Regions from separate parts of the Neogale vison genome. Here region 1 is linked to region 2. A link is a contact called in public Hi-C data. All regions are on one chromosome and are shown on one strand. The core of a region is the stretch at or near the end of the contact, and the rest is flanking DNA. Distances in the headings are between cores, read along the strand shown. Region 1 has its middle 11 kb from the start of C2H1orf216. Region 2 holds the start of TFAP2E (transcription factor AP-2-epsilon).

What was found. A called contact is a pair of places that touch in the nucleus more often than the background predicts.
Region 1: a contact with region 2 is called in a Hi-C map of fibroblasts, with 7 times the contacts expected there. The contact joins the enhancer-like site here to the promoter of TFAP2E in region 2. A contact is called at or near these places in 2 of 3 Hi-C or Micro-C datasets (fibroblasts and muscle).

What each region holds. Positions count from the first base shown.
Region 1 is chr2:27,339,576-27,342,275 of ASM_NN_V1, forward strand. No RefSeq gene overlaps it. Among named protein-coding and RNA genes, the nearest start is that of C2H1orf216, 11 kb to the right of the region's middle. Within about 2 kb of position 1,331, the one cell type or tissue checked has open chromatin away from gene starts, as enhancers often do. A contact at or near this core is called in fibroblasts, where this site is marked.
Region 2 is chr2:27,227,416-27,230,192 of ASM_NN_V1, forward strand. It overlaps TFAP2E (transcription factor AP-2-epsilon), which reads left to right and starts at 1,449. Exons shown (of 7, transcript XM_044236360.1): 1 at 1,449-1,475; 2 at 1,786-2,262. The coding sequence starts at 1,449.

The sequences.
Region 1 (2,700 bases), core at 81-2,580, 110 kb after region 2:
GTGTCCAACATCTCTGGGGATTCAAGCACCTGAAGTGGCCTCTGTGGCCGCAGTGACCTCTGTGGCCGCAGTGGCCTGAGAGAGCCCCAGGAAGGGCAGGTTCTCATCAGCTTGGGAGGAGCCTGGCTGTCCTGCGGAGGGCAGGCACAGGGTGGGTGAGGCTGGGCCCACATACACCATCTTTGGAGAGCTCAGCTTTCCAGACTCAGCCACTGCCCTGTCATTCCCTGTATCTATTCACTGAGGGATGGTTCTGTGGGGAATGAGCCTAAGCCAGCGATTTCATTCCCTTGCCTGAGAGGGAAACAATCTCCCTGGAGCCTCTTGAGGGAGGTGTTTGTGGACTAGACAGTAACTTGTGGAACACCAGACTCTGGAGAAAGATCAGGCCAGCAGGCATGCAGGAACCAGAGAAGGCCTTGCAAGCCAGGCTAAGAGAGTGCAGTCCCTGGTCTGAAGTTGGAAGAGCAGGGTCAGTGCCCTGAATGGAAGGGAGGGAGCCAGAGCTGGAGGGGGCTGGAGAAGTGCCTGGGGACGTCCAGTGAGTGAGACGGAGGAGGGCCCCAGATGACTGAATGGAGGGAGCAAGTTTGTGGGTACGGAGAAGAAGGCTCAGTTTGGGACTTGGGAAGTTTAGGTTGCTCGGGATTATCTGGGTGGCGCGGTCCAGTAGGTAGCTGACTGTGGGGCGGGGGAGGGGGGCGGGGGGGGGGACAGGGGTGGGGGACAGAGGCCCTGCTGGAGACAGAGGTTGGGGAGGGAGTCACAAGGACAGGAAAGGACTGAAGTCACAGAATGGAGGAGATCCCAGAAGGAGTGTGGAGAGAACCGGTCCCAGGACAGCCCAGGGGCGCACCGAGGGAGTTGCTTGCCCTGAGAGCTGTCTAAATACTGACTGCTCGGAGCTGGCTAGACGAGTCTAAGAAGCAGGCAGCACCAGCTCCCACCCACAGGTCCCGTCCCACACCTGTGTTCTCACTTGCACACCCCTGCACTCCAAGAGGGGGGCACACCCCGCAGCCCCTTTTTGCTCCTCCCCCAGGCCCCGCCCCTCCCTGCAGACCCTGGGGTTAATCCTCCCCTCCCCCAGATTAGGGGCGCTGCCCCGCTTTGTGCGCCCAAGTGCCCGAGGCGAAAGCCCTGGGAGGCTCGAGGCCGTCGGGGCAGCTGAGTGGGGGAGGGCGGAGTGGGGCGCGGGGAGGAGACACAAAGAGGAGGAGGGACCCCGGCTGCAGCTGTCCCGCGAGGAGGCCGGGACAAAGGGCCTGCTGGCGGGCCGGCCCGAGCCGTTTTCATGCTTGTTGGGATTAAGCGCAGGAAACGTCGCTCCCAGTCGTGCGGATCAGCAGTCCGGGGCGCGCCGGCGCGTGGGGCGGGATCGGCCCCGCCCGCCCCCCGCTTTGTGCGGAGCCCCGGCTCCGGGGAGGCCGCCCTTTTGTCTGCGCCTTTCGGGGACGAGCCCCGCCCGGTCCCGCAGAACACCAGCTGAACGCGGGCCTCCAGCCCTCTCCCTCTTCCCAAGGGCGGAGCACGGAGCTCCACCTTGACACCCCCGCCTGTATGGGGAAAGGTCACGCTCCCCCCCGCCCCCGCAACGCCCGAGGCCCTCGGACATCTCCCACTCCACGGTCCGAGCCCTCCCTCCTCCCAGGTGGGGGCGAGTACAGGCCTCCGGGGACCCATCCCTTAAGGGCCCTGACCTTAGTAGGACGAACCCCCGTTTCTCGCGCGCCACCTCCCCCTTTCCACCCACTAGTCCCATAACCGGATGAATCTTTTCTCAAACCTACTGGTGATAAATGAGAATGGAGCGATTAGAGGATCGACCGGTTCTGAGGGCGGAGGGGGAGTGGGGGAGGTTGTTGGAGGGAAAGGAGCGGGGCGCGGAGGATGCGGTTTAGCCAGAGAAGCCTCCAGGCCTGGAGAGGAAAAGCAGACACATTTCTGGCTGTCTGGTACTGGGCCTGGGAGAGTCTCAGGGTTGGCGGGAGTGTGGACACCTCCCCAGGCTGGGTGCAGTCTTACTTCTGAAAGGGATTGAGGGAGGAGGAGGAGGGAGAAAGCATGTGGGGTCCGTAGCCAGGAGTGTGCGTTTGTGAGTGTGAGTGGTGTGTGTGTGTGTGTACACGCTCATGCATTGGTGTGGGACCTTGTATCTGGGGCCCTGTGTGTTTGAGGTCTGCCTCAGACCCAGAACGTCCCCCCATCTCATGTTCCTCTTCTAACCACCACCATTTCATTAAACTCCTGGGTCTGGGATTCAAGGCCCCTTAGGCTTTGTGCTAATAGCACAATGGCCCAGCTGTATTTCCTACCAGTGCTGGCTCCCCATCTTCTCCCCGTCAGTTAATAACAGCTCAGGTTCGCTTCTTTGTGCCAGGCTCAGGTGTAAGCGCTTTACATGTGTAAACTCTCTCTCACATAATCCAATGAAAGAAGTACTAATTATCCCCATTTGACAGTTGAGAAAACTGAGGCACAGCTAGTAAGTGAAGGATCCAAGACTTCTAGGTGCAGTCTATACTAGAAATCACTATCCTCTGTTGCTTCAACTTTTACTCATTCTCTAGGCCCTTCTACCTCCAGGGAGCCTTTCTAGATCAGGTGCTCTCAGATATCATCACTTTTCTGTTCCTGTCACCTGTTCTGGGATTAGGAGCTGCTTTTAGGAAACAGAGGCTGGTAGACAGATCACAGGCT
Region 2 (2,777 bases), core at 199-2,698:
CGGTGAAGCAACCCAGTACTCACCAGGTACTTAACACAGAACACTGCACACTCTGTAATAAGTACTTGCTGTGATTATTTCAGAATTCTATGTTTTTTTGTCTGAGCATCTTCTCGCCTTTTTTTTTTTTAACATCTTCCTTCTGCTTTTTAAACTCCTATTCTTCTTAGTATTCCTCTCATTCCCTTTCTTTAATCCTTGATCCTGCTTCTGGGGCAGGGGGGCAGAAGAGGAGAGGGTTGGGTTTTGGGAGAAAGGTGGATGACTGAAGGGACGGGAATGTCCTTGGGAGACAGCCAAGCCTGCCATGGTAACCCGCAAACACACAGCCTGCACATGTCAGGGTGCTGACTGCACGCCCTCCATATGGGGCACATAGACATACCTTCACCCAACAGTCTCTCGTGTGTGTGTTTGTGTGTGTGTGTGTGTGTGTGTGTGTGTGAGACAGACCTCCACTCAGTCAGCCCAGACTCTCCTGGCTTCAAAAACATCTGGAATCCTTTTCTGGTGGAACTCTTGTCCAACCCCCAGCTGGACAACCCTCTTTGTTGGTGTGTCCAGCTACCTCAGACCCTTGCTTGGCACTGGGAGTTATCAGCCCCTGGAGAAGGCTGAGTGAAGTGGGCACCTTTAGAGGGTCTTTGATCCAGAAACATTCAGAAAGACTGTAATGGCTCTCTATGTGTGTATGGCGCGTACACACATCACACGCTGACACATGTGTGCACATGAGCCAGTGGGCTTGGGTCGGCAGCTCTCAAACTTCTTCCACATTGACGATGGCCCATCCACAGTCCAGTGAGGGGGTAAGTGAAAGGACTGATACCCATTTTACAGACTAGGAAGCTGAGGATGAGAAAGAGTCGTGCCTTGCTCAAAGGCAAATAAAGGCGGTAGCGCTGAGATTCAAAACTACCATCCCTACATCCTAGCCTCCAATCCTTCTCTGTTTCACCGCACCTGGAGCTTTGAGCCCAGAAGGCGGCTCAGACCAGCGGGGGTTGGATTCACGCCCCGCTACCCACCCCACGGGGTCGCGCCAATGCCACGCCTCCCCTTGAACCGTCGCTGGAGAGAAGGGAGAAAGCGGCCACCGCGTGTCTCTTTAATGCGCGCCCCGGAGGCCCAGCGCGCCCCCGCCACTATAACTGGAGTGCATGGAGAGGGCTGCGCTCAGAGGAAGGAGGGCGGGCGCTGGGCACCCGTTGACCGACTTTCCCAAGTGCGATCTGCGCCCGTCCGGCCCACGTCCCGCCCCCATGGACCTGCCCCCGGGCGCCTACAGCTGAGGACCCGACGCCCGCCGGGCTGCGGGCCGGGCTGCACCCCGCCGCCCCAAAGGGCACCCGAGTGCTGTACAGGATCCCCGCGCCTCTTCCCGCGGCGCTCGCCGTCGGGCGAGGACTCCGCCGCCGCCACGCCTCGCGCCCCGCGCCACCCGCCCCATGCTGGTGCACACTTACTCCGCCATGGTGAGTAGTCTAGGGGCGCGGGATCGGGGAACCCGAGCGCCCGGACCTGCCGAACCTCCACCTCCAACGAAATCTCGGCAGGAGGGGGCCGCAGGGACTCCGCCAGCTGCGAACCGTGAGGGTGCGCGCGGGACACCCCTGTCCTAGCTCGAGGCTCCCGCGCCCGTGGGATCCTCCGAACTAGACCTCAGGCCCCGCGACGCCCGGGCAGGACGGCAGCCGGATCCCCGAGAGCTGAGGACGGTCCTCTCGGGGACCGGGGTCGTTCAGCTATCAGCGGGTGGCCTAACGCGCCCCTCTCCTTCCCCAGGAGCGCCCCGACGGGCTGGGCGCAGCGGCTGGCGCGGCCCGCCTGTCGTCTCTGCCCCAGGCGGCCTACGGGCCGGCGCCACCGCTCTGCCACACGCCGGCCGCCGCCGACTTCCAACCACCCTACTTCCCGCCGCCCTACCCGCAGCCGCCACTGCCCTACGGCCAGGCGCCCGACGCCGCTGCCGCCTTCCCGCACCTGGCCGCGGACCCCTACGGCGGCGGCCTGGCGCCTCTGGGACAGCCGCAGCCTCCACAGGCCGCCTGGGCCGCGCCCCGCGCCGCCGCCCGCGCCCATGACGAGCCACCCAGTCTGCTGGCGCCGCCCGCCCGCGCCCTGGGCCTCGACCCACGCCGCGACTACGCCGCCGCGGTTCCCCGGCTCCTGCACGGCCTAGCCGACGGCGCGCACGGCCTGGCAGATGCACCCCTCGGCCTCCCTGGGCTGGCGGCGCCGCCTGGCCTAGACGACCTGCAGGTGAGGCCCGAACGGTCCGGGATGGGCCAGGACCGGCCGCGGGGATTTAGGACTCTGGCCGGAGGCACAGTGACAAAGGCGGGTGTCCCACTCGTCTCTCACCCTGCCACCTCTCACTCATGACTGCGAGGAGGAGCCCAAATCTGGGTTACATGCTGCCTGTCCATTCAGGCGGCCTGGCACTGAGTCAGTGCGCGGTGCCTGGAGGGCGGCAACCCTTGGTGGAGTCAACGGACAGAGGCTCGAACACGTCCTTAGCTCTCCGCTCGGCCACGTGAGGCATCCATGGTCCAGACCCAGTCCGCTGGGACAGCCTCCGTCTGAAGCGGAGAGAGGCAGAGGAGTTTTCTAAGGTTCAAAATTGCTATTTTGCAGGGCAGGGTGAGGTATCCAGGGCTTCAGCCACCGGGCAGTCCTGGTCCTGCCAGTGGCTGCCTCAAGGGTAGGTGGAGAGCACTGGGCAGAGTGGACAGGACCAGGACCAGCGACTGCAGGGACTTGGGAAGTGACAGGGG